Linked DNA regions of Macaca mulatta: region 2 is linked to region 1. Evidence: chromatin contacts called from public Hi-C data. All regions are on one chromosome and are shown on one strand. Each heading gives the region's core, a stretch centred on a gene start, on an enhancer-like site or on the middle of the called end of the contact. The rest is flanking DNA. Distances are from core to core; before and after follow the strand shown.

Region 1 (3,740 bases), core at 758-3,257:
TTACCGAGGGGCATATGATGAGTCCGTAGGGCCCCTCGCGCTTTGAGAAGGGTAACCTCTTCTCTTGTTCCAGGCAGAACATGATGACAGGCAACGTGAACACCAGTGTCTTGCCTGAACCCGTGAAGGCGATGCCTATCATGTCACGGCCAGATAGACTGTTGGGAGAGGATGACCCGAGAGCCAATTTCAACAGAAGATGAAGGACACCTAGCCATTGCTCCTCCCCGTTCCCGCCCTCCTCAAGGACCCCAGGTCCACAGTCCACACTCACATGGTGGGGATGCCCTGGATCTGAATGGGTGTTGGGTGGTGAATGCCTTTCTTCTTCAGGCCTCTCAGGATGGCTGTGAAAACCAACAGACATCGTCCTTGTGACTCACAGGTACTTTCTCAGAGCCCCAAAGCCTGTAAAACTGGCACTATCCCTACAAGTTGCAGATGATGAAACTGAGGCTCAGAGCAAGAGAGAGAGAGGGAGGAAAAAAAAAAACAAAAAAGAGACTTGTCCAAGGCCCACAGGCTAGGTGCAGCCAGGACTTGTACCCAGTGCCTATGCCCAATGGCACTTTCCTCCTGAAGCTTCGTAACAGCAGAGAACAATGAACATGTACAGCTGGGGCAACAAGGAACCTAAAGAAACTTCTCCTCAAATCCCTCCAGCCCCAGTGACTGGATCCAGTGCAGATGTGGCTGAACTCAGGGTGGGCTCGGACATAACCTCACAGGCATTTGATTATAAAAGTGTGGGATCTCTCTCCGCTCCCTGACTACCTGCAGGAAACTTCATTTCCTTGAAGCTCTTGATGGGTGGTGGAATACCGTCTCCCTCCACCAGGATGTGGTATTTCTTCCGCACGCGCTCATGTCGCTCTTCAGACATGCTCAGGACATAACGGGGCGGAGTCCAGCTGTGGATGGGTAACAGGGATCAAGAGAGCTCTGGGAACAGCTGGCCTGGGAGCAACCCTGCATGTACCATCCTAAGCAAGGGCAACTGCAGACTGTACAAACATACCTGGTTTTGATGGGGTCATCATATGTGATGCCCTTGGCCATCTCCTTCACTGACATCAATGCTGAGGAGAAAGACATGGCTCAGGACTGGCTCCTACTTCTGAGAAGCCAGATCCCTTGAGATATAACATGCCTGGGGCTGGGAAGAGGAGACTCAGTCTACCTTCTCACTATCCTGGCTACAACCATACCTCGGCCCTCAGCCACACTCTCCAGGATCTTCTCTTCTTCCTTCAGCTGCTTCTCCTTGGCAGACTCTTTGCGGGCTGAGAAAAGAAGTGGAAGATGTCAGACAGATACCAACACGGTGCGCCAGGCTCGGCTTCTCCTTTCCCGCCCCGGCAGTGCTGCCCAGCCCACCTTCAGCCTTCTCTTTAAGGTGCTGGTGCTGATCCAGGAGGCTGACGTTGGACTGAGGGCCTAGCGGGATGTCGTCCTCATCTCCCCGGGGTTCACTACCGCTGTCCTGCTGCTCTTCCTCCGCAGCTCCCTTCCGTCTTCGCTGCAGCAGCTTCTGGAGCTGAGGTTCCACCCGGGCCCCACAGATAGAATGGGAATGGGGTCCACAGGGCCAGCGTCAGGATCCTGGCTTTGGGACGAGGATCCTGTGCCCGAGGCGCAGAACCGCCCTACCCCTCAGATCAGGCCGTCGGTCCCTCGTTTGTCTGGGGGCCGCGCCCCGGTGTACTGAAGCTCACTCCTCAGACTGCCCTCCCTACGACCGGCGGTCACGGCCCCATCCCTCCCCGGACGCGGGCCCCTCACCAGTAGCTGCCGGCGCTGCCGTAACGGCACATAGGGCACGTAGTCCTCGTCGTCCTCATCCTCCGCCTCGGAGCGGCTTCCTCCGGCAGGCACCTCGTCGGTGCGAGCCCGCTGCAAGCACACGTAAGTCAGGCACGGCCTGCTCCCCACTTCACGCCCGCTCTCACCCGCGAGGAGCCTCGCCTCTCTCCTACCTTCCGTTCGGGTTCCGACTCCTCCATTCTTTGCTGCACGCATGCGCGCCACGGCGAAACCCCGCCTCATCTTTGCGTGGGACCCAATCCGATGTGAAGAAGCGAACGTCGGCGCCTAGCAACGACCTCGGAGTTCCGGATCGCGCAGAGGGACAAATTTGCTCCGGAGCTGCTCTCGCACGGCGAAGCGTCGACGCTTTCATGGGTGGTTACGCGACAGTTGCCAGGACCGAGGGCGAAACCGGCCGCAAGGCATTGTGGGACACCGGAGGACTTGGAGCATGCGCTAAAAGGCTCAACCCAGGCCCACTGGAAGAGGAAGACGCACGCAGCGGAGACCGCTGATCCGGAGTCGGGGCGGGCCGGCGGGTGCCCAACCTCTCCCTGAGCATGGCGTCTTGGGCACGCCCCTACCGGCGGACAGTGCGTCCTCTAGGGCCGGGAGCGCTGGGCCGAGTCCGCGTGGGCCGCCTGCGCTTCCATCCCTGCCAGGGCCGCCGGGGTTGCGGGATAAACCGCTCCACGCACCCTGCCGCCCTGACTGCGCCTGTGTGACACCTATGTTCAGTGGTGGGGGACGCATCAGAAACGGATGGCAGTGGTTTTGAACTGGGAGGCCTTGTATAAATGTAAACGGTTATTACTGTAAATGCCCTAACAGAGCTGCCTGGCGGGCGCTTCCAGGGAAGCGTGGGAATCTCAGGCTGGGAGAGGAGAGGCGTCCTGGGTCAGGGCGCTGCAGGAATACAGGTCTGGCGATGTGCAAGTACACAGATTCACCAGGCAACAGCATTGCGGCTAGGGTGGGATGGGGAAGCCGGAGCTAAGGCCAGAAAAGGAGATTGCGACCAGAGCATACCTGCTGTGACTCTCAGAGTAAGTGGTTTCAACTTTAATATTAGAGACTTCTAAGGAGGAATGACTTGGTCAGCTCTGTGCTTTCTTTCCTTCAAAAGTGTGTGCTGGGCATTGGTACTGCGCTCAAGCAGATGATAATCAAGACACATACCTGGTGTGCGAGGAGCTTATGGATTAGTTGACACTAGAAATATAGACAGATAACTGGTCTTGAAGTTAAAGATCCTGGGGGCCGGGCGCGGTGGCTCACGCCTGTAATCCCAACACTTTGGGAGGCCGAGGCGGGCGGATCACGAGGTCAGGAGATCGAGACCATCCTGGCTAACACAGTGAAATCCCGTCTCTACTAAAAATAAAAAAATTAGCCGGGCGTGGTGGCGGGCGCCAGTGGTCCCAGCTACTCGGGAGGCTGAGGCTGGAGAATGGTGTGAACCCGGGAGGCGGAGCTTGCAGTGAGCCGAGATGGTGCCACCGCACTCCAGCCTGGGTGACAGAGCGAGACTCCATCTCAAAACAAACAAACAAAAAACCTAAGACAAGGTACCGCTTTTGGAAGTGTCATAGTTTTCATAGTACAATGGCCTCTTAGCTGGGATATGAAGGATATACAGGAATTCACGAAAAACGGGGAAAATTAAAGGAAGAGGAAAATATGTGAAAGTTGGGAGACCTGCGGTTGTGAGACCTTACTGGAGAGGAAGGTCGTCCAGCATGGCTGGAACAAGTACTGGAGTCAGGGCCCCAGGCACGAAGGTCCCAAATGCCACAGAAGTCATGGTAGATGGGCTGCTTGATCAGACCTGCAAATTTTGAATGAAGCAGAATTTTAGGTAGTGTTGCCAATTCAACTGCAGGGCAGGAGTGTAGTACAAGAGCCCATGGGAGAGGGGAACACAGCCAATAAAT
Region 2 (3,740 bases), core at 783-3,282, 83 kb after region 1:
TGAATCAGATAGTTCTTTTTTTTGTTGCTAGTTTTAGAAGTCTCTGCATATTCCAGATATTAATCCTTCGTCAGATATATGATTTGCAAATATTTTCTCCCATTCTGTGGGTTGCCTCTTTACTCTGCTACAGTGTCTTTTGATGCACAAAATGTTTTAATTTTCACAAAGTCCAGTTTGTCTATTTTTTCATTTGTGGCCTGTGCCTTTAGTGTCATATCCAGGAAGTCTGTTACCAAATCCGATGTGGTAAAGCCTTTGCTATATATTTTCTATGAGTTTTATGCTTTGGGATTTTTAAAGTTCTGGGTCTTTTTGAGAGAATTTTTATATATGGCGTTAGACAAGGATCCACCTTCACTTTTTTGCATGTGAATATCCAGTTTTCCCAGCACCATTTGTTGGAAAGACTGTCCCTCCTCCCTGCATTGAATGGGCTTGGCCTCCTTGTTAACAATTATTTGACCATATATGGGAGGGCATATCCTGGGGCTCTCTATTGTATTCCATTGGTCTATGTGTCTGTCTATACCCAGTACTACACTGTCTTGATGACTGAAGCTTGGAAGTAAGTTTAGAAACGAGGAAACGTACAGTGAAACCCCGTCTCTACTAAAAAAAATACAAAAAAACTAGCCGGGCGAGGTGGCGGGCGCCTGTAGTCCCAGCTACTCGGGAGGCTGAGGCAGGAGAATGGCCTGAACCCGAGAGGCGGAGCTTGCAGTGAGCTGAGATCCGGCCACTGCACTCCAGCAAGGGGGACAGAGTGAGACTCCGTCTCAAAAAAAAAAAAAAAAAAAAAAAAAAGAAACGAGGAAACGTGAGTTCTTCAGCTTTATTCTTCTTTTTTAGGATTGTTTTGGCTAATCAAGATCCCTTGAGAGTATATGAATTGGAGAATGAGTTTCTCTGTTTCTACAAAAATGTCATTGGGATTTTGATAGGGATTGCATTAAATCTGTAGATTGCTTTGGGTAGTATTGACATCTTAACTATATTAAGTAAGAATGATTTTTTTTTTTTTTTTTTTGAGGCGGAGTCTCGCTCTGTTGCCCAGGCTGGAGTGCAGTGGCCGGATCTCAGCTCACTGCAAGCTCCGCCTTCCGGGTATACGCCATTCTCCTGCCTCAGCCTCCTGAGTAGCGGGGACTACAGGCGCCCGCCACCTCGCCCGGCTAGTTTTTTTTGTATTTTTTAGCAGAGACGGGGTCTCACTGTGTTAGCCAGGATGGTCTCGATCTCCTGACCTCGTGATCCACCCGTCTCGGCCTCCCAAAGTGCTGGGATTACAGGCTTGAGCCACCGCGCCCGGCCAGAATGATTTTTATTACTGATTCAATCTCCTCACTAGTTATAGGTTTATTCGGATTCTGTTATCTACTCTGAGTCAGTTTTGCATTTCTATAAATTTGTCTATTTCATCTACTTTATCCAGTTTGTTGGCTTATATTTGCTCATAGTACTCTCTTATGATCCTATTTCTGTAGAATTGATAGTAACGAGTCATTGCAGTCGGGATCCGGCAGCAGAGGCTGTGTGTGTGTGTGTGTGTGTGTGTGTGTGTGTGTGTGTGTGTGTTGGTGGTCGGAGAAATGCTTGAGAGGGTATGAGGACAAATAAGTGGTAATGGGAGACCTTTTTTTTTTTCTTTTAATCTCGTTTGATAATACATTTGTGCATTATTTCGTCGTTCTCTTTAAATTCATTTTTTAAAGGTAGAAGCAAATCAAGAGTGGTAAATGCTGTGCCAAGGAAAGTCAGGGATCCTAGGTTCGAATCCTGTCCCCGTTCGCAATTCGCTCCGCGACCTCAAACAAACGACCTCAGTTTCATCTATAAAAAGCTGGTAACCATCGTCAGTTGCCAGGCCGTGAAGAGAGTCAACTGAAATAAGTTTTTATTCTAGGGCATCTGCTCTCTGTCAGGTAAGAGCCGCGCCCCAATCAGGTACTGCCGCGCCAGGGTCGCAGGACATCTCGGGATTTGTGGTCCACCGGCGGAACTCGCGGTCCCGGCAGGCACCGCGGCGGCGGCAGGGCGACGTGGCGCGGCCGGTTGCGGCTGCGCAGGCTGGTGGAGCAAGATGGCTGTGGAGCTGGGCGTGCTGGTTGTCCGGCCCTGGCCCGGAACCGGGCTGGGCAGAGTGATGCGGACTCTTCTGCTGCTACTGTGGTTGGCGACGCGCGGAAGCGCGCTCTACTTTCACATCGGAGAGACGGAGAAGAAGTGCTTTATTGAGGAGATCCCGGACGAGACCATGGTCATAGGTGCGGGGGCGGGGAGGAAGGGGCGAGTTTGGGACGTGACCGTGGTCTTGGGGCAGGGGATGCGCGACAGTCAGCTCTCTAGAGCCGAGAGGAGATGGCCTCGCTGTGCCCAGGCGGTCGGGGAGCCCATGCCACCTCGCGCTCCTCTGACCTGGGCTCGCCCTACTTCCCTCCAGGAAACTACCGGACGCAGCTGTATGACAAGCAGCGGGAGGAGTACCAGCCGGCCACCCCGGGGCTTGGCATGTTTGTGGAGGTGAAGGACCCAGAGGACAAGGTGAGCCAATCCCCCCCCCGTTCCTTTCCATCAAGCTTTCAGCCAGGCAGGCTCTGGCACTTCCTCTTCTAGTTCCTGCATCTGCTGCAGTGGGAGAGACAGTTGATGTTGTGGGAATATCCTGACTGTTGCATGACCCTGCCAAGTTACTTACCTTCCCGGAACCATTTTCCCGGTCTGTGAAATGGGCGGATTAATTGTGGTGATAAAAATCAAAGAGTTTTGTCAACTCTTAAAGCCATCTAGACTTTAAGATTTCACAGAACGTGATACTTTCCCCACAAAATGAGCTGCTTTTAATCTTCACAAATAAGGGGATATGAAAACGAACGGCAAAATCCTTCAGCTGTCACCTTCTGTCAACTTTCATTAGAAAACAAACTCACGGGGGGTGTGGTGGCTCATGCCTGTAATCCCAGCACTTTGGGATGCTGAGGCGGGTGGATCACTTGAGGCTAGGAGTTCAAGACCAGCCTGGGCAACCCCCGTCTGGCAAATCCCGTATCTGGTAAAAATACAAAAAAAAAAAAAAAAAAAAAAAAAAAGCCAGGTGTGGTGGCACACACCTGTAATCCCAGATACTTGGGAGGCTGAGGCACTATAATCGCTTGAACCCAGGAGGCTGAGGCTGCAGTGAACTGAGATAGCACCATGGCAGTCCAGCTGGGACAACAGAGTGAGACTGTCTCAAAAACAAAAACAAAAACCCAAAAAGCAACTCACACCAGAAGAGTTGAAAGGGCATGAACTATAAAGGAAAGCCTTTCCCAAGAGCAGTCAGTCACTTGCCACCCTGATGTCAGTCTCTCAGACTCTAAACACCTGCCCCAGAGAGTTCTCAGACAAGTATATGGCAAGAGCTGCTGAGCAGCTTTGGATCTTTTAGTGTTGTGAGGTGCCAGAGGCTGTGCTTGTCAACTTTTGCGGTACTTAGAGTCTTAAGCACTGTTTTCCTCCATTCCCATCCCTACCATAACACTGACTGAAGCTTTTTCCCTTCCTCCAGGTCATCCTGGCCCGGCAGTATGGCTCCGAGGGCAGGTTCACTTTCACCTCCCATACCCCTGGCGAGCACCAGATCTGTCTTCACTCCAATTCCACCAAGTTCTCCCTGTTTGCTGGAGGCATGCTGGTAAGTGGGCCCACATGGGAGTTGCAGCTTTCAGCCTTCATCCTTTGTATGCCTCCAAGGGCAG

The links. A called contact is a pair of places that touch in the nucleus more often than the background predicts.
Region 2: a contact with region 1 is called in a Hi-C map of blood, with 2.8 times the contacts expected there. The contact joins the promoter of TMED9 here to the promoter of DDX41 in region 1. A contact is called at or near these places in 2 of 14 Hi-C or Micro-C datasets (blood and fetal cortex germinal zone).

Annotation. Positions count from the first base shown.
Region 1 is chr6:186,499,490-186,503,229 of T2T-MMU8v2.0, forward strand. It overlaps DDX41 (DEAD-box helicase 41), which reads right to left and starts at 2,008. Exons shown (of 16, transcript XM_015141528.3): 1 at 1,977-2,008; 2 at 1,783-1,893; 3 at 1,378-1,537; 4 at 1,209-1,283; 5 at 1,019-1,079; 6 at 775-911; 7 at 275-347; 8 at 5-158. The coding sequence starts at 2,003.
Region 2 is chr6:186,582,143-186,585,882 of T2T-MMU8v2.0, forward strand. TMED9 (transmembrane p24 trafficking protein 9) reads left to right here and starts at 2,033. Exons shown (of 5, transcript NM_001193984.2): 1 at 2,033-2,267; 2 at 2,444-2,544; 3 at 3,551-3,676. The coding sequence starts at 2,084.